Regions from separate parts of the Mus musculus genome. Here region 1 is linked to region 2. Evidence: chromatin contacts called from public HiChIP or PLAC-seq data. All regions are on one chromosome and are shown on one strand. The core of a region is the stretch at or near the end of the contact, and the rest is flanking DNA. Distances in the headings are between cores, read along the strand shown.

Region 1 (4,470 bases), core at 331-2,830, 1.5 Mb after region 2:
ATAAGATATTTGCAATACAGTTTTATAATATTTCCACGGACATTATGTTAAAGATCTGTTGTTGTTGTTGTTTTGAAGTATACCTTTTCTTTGACTTTGCTGAATGAAATGATTATGATTATAATTCTGAAGTTTTTCAATCTAGAACAAGGATTGGCCAGTCTAGTCTACACAGTGAGTTCCAGGCACTTCAGAGGCATATAGTGAGTATATGGCATGTCATGAAAAGGAAAGAAAGGAAGGAAGAAAGCAGCAAAGCAAGCAACTGTGCAAAAAAGAATTGATTATGGTTAGAAAGGGAGACTTTGAGATTTTTAGTTCCATGGGTATCTTGATTTTTATTTTTTTATTTTTTAATTTAAACTCAGGCCTTGTTGAAATACAAATCTTATTTCACTCTCTGGAAACAGAGAAAAATGGAGTTAGTAAGGAATTCTAACTGCAAACTGTAGTTTCCCATCTTCATAGGTTTGTAAAGCTGACAGGATCTGGGAGTTAATATTTATTCTGCCCCTTGATACCCGCAGGTGGAAAGTACCATACAGAAAGCAAGCACTGGAAACCGGGCAGAATTTCTAATCTTCACAATTTGTTAACAGGGGCTGCCCTGGGGCTTGCTGGGAAGGTGGCTCCTTGCCAGGGACTACAGAGCACTACTTTATACTATGACAAGCCATTCCAGACATCAGCTCTTACCTGTGGCCTCTGGGACCCAGGTTTTAATATTTTAGCAGCCGAGTTGAAAACATGTTAGCTGTGTATTAGTTGAATTCCTCTATTTGCGCATGCATCAACTGCTGTTAGTTACCTAAAAGTTTACGCTGGTGCCTGGTGCTAGTGGGCACCTCTCTGTGAGATGGGTTTCTAAGGTGGGTGACACATTGTGCCTTAACTGTTAAAAAAGAAAGATAACTCGAAGGAACCTCACCAGCTAGTGCTCTGTGCAACAAGGTGATACTTTCTATTTGCTGCAAGCTAACCCACAATGTACAATGCTGTTCAGAAGGCAAAATTGTAGAACTCCTGCTTCTTCAAGAATTATATTACATATATTTCAGCTTGGATCGTATTGATTTTAGAAAGCTAGTATTTTTACGGACCACAGATTATAAGAAACACCCCAGCAAATATGAAGCCAGTGAGTTTTACAGGTCTCTTATAAAAGTAAGATGAAGTTACTGATGTCTTAAGTAAAATTTAAACTAACATTTTCTGTGTCTGTTTCACCTATGCACACCTTTACACGTTCAAGAATACACTGGTTCTTGCCTCAGACTTCACTTAGAAATCATGAGAAAGGCATAATTTTGGAAGAGACCGATTAGGAAAATTAGAGGCTGATAAATAAACTTAATAGTGTACCGACAGAGAGCCTTAAAGCCATATCAGATACCTAGCTCCAAATAACCTTTGCCCACATAACCTCAAGATTCAAGTACTGTTTTCTTCAGTAAATATGCACAAAATATATATAAAGCATTAAAAGGCAATTGTTAGCAGAAGCCTTGGAGAAATCAGCAGAAATGACTACTGTGGTATAGCAGTGGCTTTAATAAATGATGCAACCCCCCCCCCCGGCCCCCTGTTCTCTCCATCCCACCTCTGATCTTTGGCCCCTGCCCTGCTAATACTCCTTGCATAAATGCTCTATGTTTCTTCTTTTAATTTAGCCCCAATTTTATGCCATGACTAAAACTTCTGAAGATTTTAGTGTTCTTTTCTTCCTGAAGAGTTTTTCCTTACCTGTCTCCCCTGCTTCTCTCCTTCCTTCCCTCCCTTCCTTCCTCCCTCCCTCCTTCTCTCCCCCTCTCCCTCCCTTTCCCTTTCCCTCTCCCTCTCCCTCTCCCTCTCCCTCTCCCTCTCCCTCTCCCTCTCTCTCTCTCTCTCTCTCTCTCTCTCTCTCTCTCTCTCTCTCTTTCTCTCTCCTTTCCTTACACCCTCCCTCTCTTTCTTCCATCTTCCTTTTTTTTTTTTTTTCCTTCTCTGATGATATAAGACTGTGAAGCTGTTGGTCTTTCAGGCTCATTATTTTGGTCTCCGAATGTTTCTAAATTTGTGGTGCTAGCTGTTGAAGAAGTCTGGAGTGGTGCAGGTGGCTGCTATTAACTGACGTGTCATGGTTCACGGTGAACAAGCAAGGTCAACAAACTTGTTTTTCATCCTGACTGGTTTTAATTTGAAAGGGAACTTGTTACCTATTTGATAATGCTTCACTGAAGTTCACCTATTTCAGGTAGATTAATAGCTTGTTCAAAGATGAGGAACCCAGAGGCCCTGAATGTGCTCTGAGTTCAAGGTTCAAACTTCAGAAAGCAAAATGCTCCTGTTTTTTCTTGTACCTATTCGCCTGGGCATGCTGGAGTGAACTTTGGATCTGGAAACACTTGAGCAATCACAGGTTTGGGACTTATAGTCATTTTAGGAGCTGTGTTATGTAACTGAAGACAGAAAAGTGCTGTCTTGGAAATTTAACGATTAAAAGGCTTTTTAGTTTTGGTGACTATATGGTTGGTTTGGATGTAAAAGGAAAAACAAAACAAAACAAAACAATCCAAAACATGTATGTATGCATTTCTGATTGGTCACTATAACGAATGCAAATCTTTTAAAAACATAATTTCAAACAAATTCAAACGCTAAATGTTAGTGTGGATTGTACTGAGCAGGAGGTAAGAGTTGAGCCTGGAGAGATGGCTCAGTGGTTAGGAGTACTGGCTGCTCTTCCAGAGGACCCTGGTTCAATTCCCAGCAACCATATGACAGCTCACAACTGTCTGTAACTCCAAGATTTGACAACCTCACACAGACATACTTGCAGGCAAAAACATAAACAATGTGCATAGAATAAATTAAATAAATTAAAAAAAAAACCGAGGTAAGAATTTGTTCATAGGCAGAGCAGTTCCTGAGGCTGGCAGCTCAGTATCACCTTAAGTGAATGTAAATACATTTGTAATGAAGTCTATAAAATATGGAACCAAGTTGCTGTGGCATCCATTTCTCTCCTAAGAAGTAGGCTTTACTATCTTGGTGTCCTGTAAGTCCTTGATGTTAATGGTAAAGATCAACACCACGGATCCTTTGTTAGGTAGCTCTCCACGCAGAGATGGAAAACCAGTCCTTTTCAACATAGCGCTCAGGACTCTCAATGTTGTCATTGTTTCTCCACAGAGTTTTCTGCTGAGACATTTAAATTCAACTATTTGTAGATTAAGCCACAGTGGAAATATTAATGATAGCTTCGTACTGAAAGGAGCCCGACAATCTCTTAAATTGATAGGCTTCTAAGAAAACTCTACGTTTCAAATAAGAGTCTGATCTTTGGATCCCTTAACTGGTCTGAGATGTAGTTTACCTGCCTTGATGGGCTATCTAGGAGCTTGTAAACACATTGGTGAATTTGTCATGCTGATTATAGTGTTGGCAAACACAATGGGTGATCATGTTATAAATGTTTATCAACACCCGCACTCACCCACCTGCTAAGAGGTGGATGCTTTAATGAAATTGTTTGAATATCAAGGCTGGTTGCTAAGATACAATGTTCTTGTTACTAGGGATGTGATGCTGGCAGATTTCTGTTATCAAGTAATGATTAGGGATGTGCTAACCTCAAGGTGCTCAGTGCAGTGGAAGGTTTACTAAGCTACAAATTAGTAAGCTGCCTGAGCAGGCACTGGCCGAGGAAGAATGTGCTTCACTCATACATTCCTGGGATTTGAAAAGAAGACAAGAGGCACAGATTGTGGCCATAAATGATGAGGCCCTGAAGTCTGCTATGGAAAGGTCTTCCTTCTCTGCCTGTGTTTAGCCAGCTCAGGAGTCGGTTGACATTCTCTGTAAATAATTCCTTCCTTTCTTATAAAAAAATCTTTCCTTACATTTCCCACCGATGGGCTGGTATAAGACTATTAACATTTTACATCCCACAATTCTTTATGTAAAATAAAAATAAATTGCAATACTACAGAATGCAAAATGTAATTTAGTAGAAGCACACTTTTAAGATGGTGCCAGGTTTAAGAGGTCTATTTACCAATGTAATGACATTCGTCAATTATAAATGTAAATTTATCAATGATGAGTCCTATAAATAATGATAGTTTTTTTCAATATTGAGATTCAATTCACCATAATTTTTAATGTTACATCAACTATCAGTATGTGTTAAAATGATTCTCTTTGCTTTTATCTGACCAATGGGGCTGTCCAAAGCCAGGCTGTACACATTGGCCATATTGTTCACCTTACTGAAGCAGAGTCAGAATAAAGGGCAGCATCTTTCCTGAAGCCTTTGAAAAGAACACTAACTGAGTTTGCATGTCTTTAGGACAGTTCCTGCCATTTTCCAGTAGTCTCCTGACTGCCAGAAATTTCTCAGGCCTGGGAAACTGCACTTCTGGTGTCATGAACAATCTTTACTCATTACTTTTTAAGAACTTTCCATTATTAACCTTACTGATATGATGG
Region 2 (4,609 bases), core at 1,261-3,760:
TTCCACCAACCAACTGCCTATGTAGTTGGCTCAGTCAACCAACCAATAATGACTGCCCAGAGGTTACGTCCTCTCTTTTGCCCACCTGAATCATTTCCAATGAAAAACATCAAACAATCTTAATATTTAAAATCAGCCAGATGTCACAATTGCTAAGCTTGAAATCTATTGTCCTAAACCCATCAGCTATTCTATGTGGAATTCTTCTGGTGTCAGAGGCCACCACTGGGTCTAATAGCCCCCAGGCCAACACGGTGTCCCTTTTCTACACTCCACAGCCTGGCTTAAAAGCCTCTTTTCTGTATCATCCCTTCCTCTTCCTCCTGGAACCCAGAAAACCTGCCTCTTTGTCTTTGCCCAGTGACTACCTTCTGCTGTCTTTATTTACCCAATCAAACAATTAGGGAATCTCCTTCTATATCTCTGCCACTCTGTTCTCTGTTTTATTGAGAATTCTAGCTAGAGCATTTGGCAAGAGAATGAATGAATGAATGAATGAATGAATGAGAGGGAGGGAGGAAGGAAGAAGGGGAACTCAGATAAGAAAATAGTTAAATGGATTTTTTTCAGATTAGATAATCTGGCGGAGGAAAAAAAAACCCACAGAATTCACCAAAACTGTCTGAGGTAAGCAACAGTTGAAGTACTCAGTTAATCTCTTGGGGTATGTGGTCCCTGTTAAGTTGATCATGCAATGGTGGATGACTGCAGACCCAGAAGTTATGAACAACAAAACCTGGATTTGATAGACACAAAGAAAAGAAAGAAGACAAAGTTAGTCAAAAGTGGACATGTACGGAGGTAGGTGAGGATCTAGGAGGAGTTAGCCAGAGGAGTCCGTATGAATATAGATCAAAATACAGTTCAAAATTCTCAGTTAATTTAATAGTGTATTAAAAATGGGCTGTGGAACTATATAGAGCTGTCAAAACGAAAAATACAAATGGCTAATTGACATTTAACAAAGAGTTCAACATTCTCAGTCGTCAGGGAAATGTGGATCAAAGGAACTTTAAGAGTCTACTGCACTCTGACTTGGATGGTCAACATTAGGAACTCAAATGACTGTAAATGCCAGGAAGATGTGAAGAATGGAAACTTTTACATTTGATAAGAGTGTAAATTAGTAAATTAGACTGCTTTGGAAACCAGTCTGTAGGTTTCTCAAAGAACTAAAACTATAGCTACCGTCTGTCCCGGCTATGGCACAGTTGGACACATACATAAAGGATGTGACGTCATAGTATTGCACACTTTGCAGATCCATGATCATCGCCGCTTCTGGCTGCTCTAGTCACCGTAGCTAGGGAGTGGATGAAGGGTAGGTGTCTATCAACGGAAGAATCAAGAATGCAAATGCTTTACAGATGTTTTTGTTTTCAACAGACAGAAATAAAGTGGAATCTAGATAAGAGGAAAGTAGATAGGGGTGGGGGTGGAGGGTGAGGGTGGGGGTGGGGGTGGGGGTGGAAGGTGAGGGTAGGGTGGGGTGGGGGTGGAGCAGTGCACTGGAGGCAGGAGGCATAAGCACAGAGGAGGCAGGGCTGGGGAGAGCAAAGGAGGATGGCACACCAAAACAAAGACTGTAGGAAGAAACCACTTTGAAACTTACTACTTTGTAAGTAGTGAGGAGAAAAAGCCCCCAGAGCTAGGAGAAAGATTCTGTCACAGAGCTGTTGGTCACGGAGACTCCAGAGGCCCCCAAAGCAACATAATCAGCCCTTTAAGTTGCCTACCAAAACCCAGGTTTTGTTTGATATTTAGTCTAAGGATCTATTCCTTGTGGGGTTTTTGTTTGGTTGGTTTGGTTTGCTTTGGGTTTGTGTGTGTGTGTGTATGTGTGTGTGTGTGTGTTTGGGATTTTTAGTTGTTTGCTTTTGTTTTTTTGTTTGTTTGTTTCTTTGTTTGTTTGTTTTTTACTACAGGCCTTGGGAAAGGTTGACAGTTTCTCGCTAAGAGTGCATTTTTACACTGGACTCACACCTACTAGTGCTGGGGTTGGGGACGACGGCTGAGCACTGATTCGTGGTGGCCACTTCTCATCTGCTTCTGGAAAAGGACAGAGAGGTTTCCCTGCCTTGAAAGCTGTTTAACATTGGAGTCTACCATTGGGTTTCAATATGAGACCAGTGATTGTAATTTTAGCGCCTCAGCAAGAACTCATTTTCAGTTTCTCTTCAACTTTTGCTCTGCCTCAAGATCAGAAGCTTTCCTGGTTTTGTCTATTTTAAGTTCCTCTTTTGTTGCAGTTGTAGACACTCTATGGTCCGGATTCAAGGCAGCAATGGCTTCTACCTCATGGCTTCAGTGAGCCTTGGAGCCACGTCCTCCTTCCCTTGCTGATTTGAAACTCTCTGGCCCGGGGGTTGCGTTCCTTTCAACTTGGCTCAGTTAGCTGGTGATTTCCATAGACCCTGTCACTCTGAGAGGCAGCTTCATTTCAGAGGTGGCTTGATTATGAGCTTGGCATTAATGTATGCTTTAATAGCTTTGCCTGTGCAGGCAGAGAGCATCCTCTCAGAAGGGAGTGTTGCTGCAACAGGAAGTTTTCACCACAGCTTTCGTTGCCACTGACCTACGGAACGTCGTCTCGTAAATACACCTCTTGCTGCTTCTGCTTCTCTCATCCGAGAGTGAAATATTTAGAATTCTCAAAATGACGCCCGGGGCGCAGAAGGCAGACCCATGGTTTTTGAGACCTGACCGGTGTACATGACCCACGGCCCTGAGGCCTTAAGAAGCCATTCTGAGGCTAGAGTTGCCTCTGAAGAATTTTACTTTGTAAACATTTAAATAAATTACATGAGTAGAGCCTTTCTTGATATAAAACGCAAACATGCAAGATGAATACAATATATCAAGGTGCAGTAGCCTTGCTTTGATGGCAGTGGGGGATGAAACATGACAGAGTCGCATGCTCTTATCTTTAAATTGCTGCTGCACAGCTTAGGAACTTCTACAATACCCATAAGTCCCTCTTCTTGCCTTGACGTTTCAGACTCTGTGTGATACCTGTTTGCTCTCTGCTTTAAGACACATAAACACTTCAGTTATAACTCAGATGCCTAAGCAAACTCAACGTTGCCTCTACTTCTCTTTTTCTTTCTCTGAATCTCAGCCCTCGGGTTAAACGCCTAAGTAGTTCCAGGTCCTGTATCACACGTTGTCTTATCAGAAATGTCACACTTCCCCACCTTGGTCTGTTCCCCTTTCCTCTCATTACCATTAATTATCAATGTCTACACATGAAGCTCAAAACACTGCCTCCTCTCCTTGGAGTCACTGCTCCACCAAGTTGCTTGTTTTGTGTCATAGCAACAACTGGTCCTCTGTTCACTGAATCATTAAAATTAGCCCAGCTTTGACTTCAGCCTTGAAAATCAAAATGAGAGACTGGGTACATACAGTTTCTTCCCCGCATAAGGGTATAACCCTAGTTTGTGAGAATGATTACAATTTTCTTCCTATCAATATCTGATTCTGATGTTTGTAATCCACTCTTGCATAAGAAATCAAAATTTTATCACATATGCACACATTTTTTTCAAATGCCGGTACTTAAAAACACACAGAATTCCCAAGTCCTACTATGATCCTCAGAGAACCTCCCTAGGTCATTTTGAACATCTCTGCAAGACCCTGTGTCCAAGCTCCAGGACACAGGTTGGCCTGGATGTTCCTGACAGTACACAATTTCACATTGCTGTGCTGTTCTCCTGCCCCTTCCTCCTGAAAACCTCATTTTTGTCTCATTTTCTGGAATCTTAGTTCTCCTTACCATTCTCCTATGCTGCAACAATCAGAAGGGAAGTTCTAGTGGCTCCAGGCAGGAAAAATCTCTGTGTTTCTTCATTTTGCCCTGGAACTCAAGCTAGATCTCTGCTTCTGAGACTTCTCACACTCGCAGCCAAGGCCAAGGCTTACCCTAATACCTAGTTCCAAACAGGCACCTCTCCCGTTTCTGAGGACATTTCCCACAATTCCCTGTTTTCCCTCCTAAGTATCCTGAGTTTCTTGTTCCTGTCAGTCCTCATTTTCTGTATTCTTGTGTTCATTTCCCAGTCTAAAGAAGCAAAAACATATAAAATGAGTCCCTGTGGCTCCATTTCTTTCTTGGGCACCGTATCTTCCTCTCATTTTTAACATTTCTTGACACATAAAAGTTCCTTAAAACATGGTCATAGCTCTTGTTTTTTATCTATTAAAATAGGTTTTTCCTTTCCGAAGTACGTGTGGGCAGGTGTTTGTGTGTGCTCATGTGTGCACGTGCATGTGTGTGAGTGTGTGTGTGTGTTTATGTATGTGTTTATGTTTGTGTTTGCTTGTACTAAGATGCATGTGTAGTGGTCAGAGAACATTTTCTGAGATTTGATTATCTCCTTTCACCACGTGGATCCCATGGGTCTAACATAGGTCATCAGAATTGGCACTAAGTGTCCTTATTCCCTGATCCACCTCAGCATCTCTGCATAATGAAATTTCTTTCTCCCATATCCAAGAAGACCTATTTTTATCAAGGCTACAGTGACCTTCACCATTCTGTAGCTAAAATCAATTTGAGCTCCTCCTTCTTCTCTTTCTTAAAGTAAAATGTGTCTCTTTTGCTGTT

Evidence for each region. HiChIP or PLAC-seq counts read pairs in DNA pulled down with a chosen protein or histone mark.
Region 1: a contact with region 2 is called in an H3K27ac HiChIP or PLAC-seq map of large pre-B cells, with 2.5 times the contacts expected there. The contact joins two enhancer-like sites. A contact is called at or near these places in 2 of 39 promoter capture datasets (the C10 cell line and second pharyngeal arch cranial neural crest) and 1 of 115 datasets of contacts at active chromatin or transcription factors (large pre-B cells).

Annotation. Positions count from the first base shown.
Region 1 is chr2:45,251,906-45,256,375 of GRCm38.p6, forward strand. It overlaps Vis1. Among named protein-coding and RNA genes, the nearest start is that of Gm28643, 120 kb to the left of the region's middle. Within about 2 kb of position 1,581, at least 10 of the 459 cell types and tissues checked have an H3K27ac peak or open chromatin away from gene starts, as enhancers often do.
Region 2 is chr2:43,736,486-43,741,094 of GRCm38.p6, forward strand. It overlaps Gm39804 (a long non-coding RNA gene), which reads right to left. Exons shown (of 3, transcript XR_866182.2): 3 at 1,850-4,609. Among named protein-coding and RNA genes, the nearest start is that of Gm30374, 9.3 kb to the left of the region's middle. Within about 2 kb of position 2,511, at least 125 of the 459 cell types and tissues checked have an H3K27ac peak or open chromatin away from gene starts, as enhancers often do.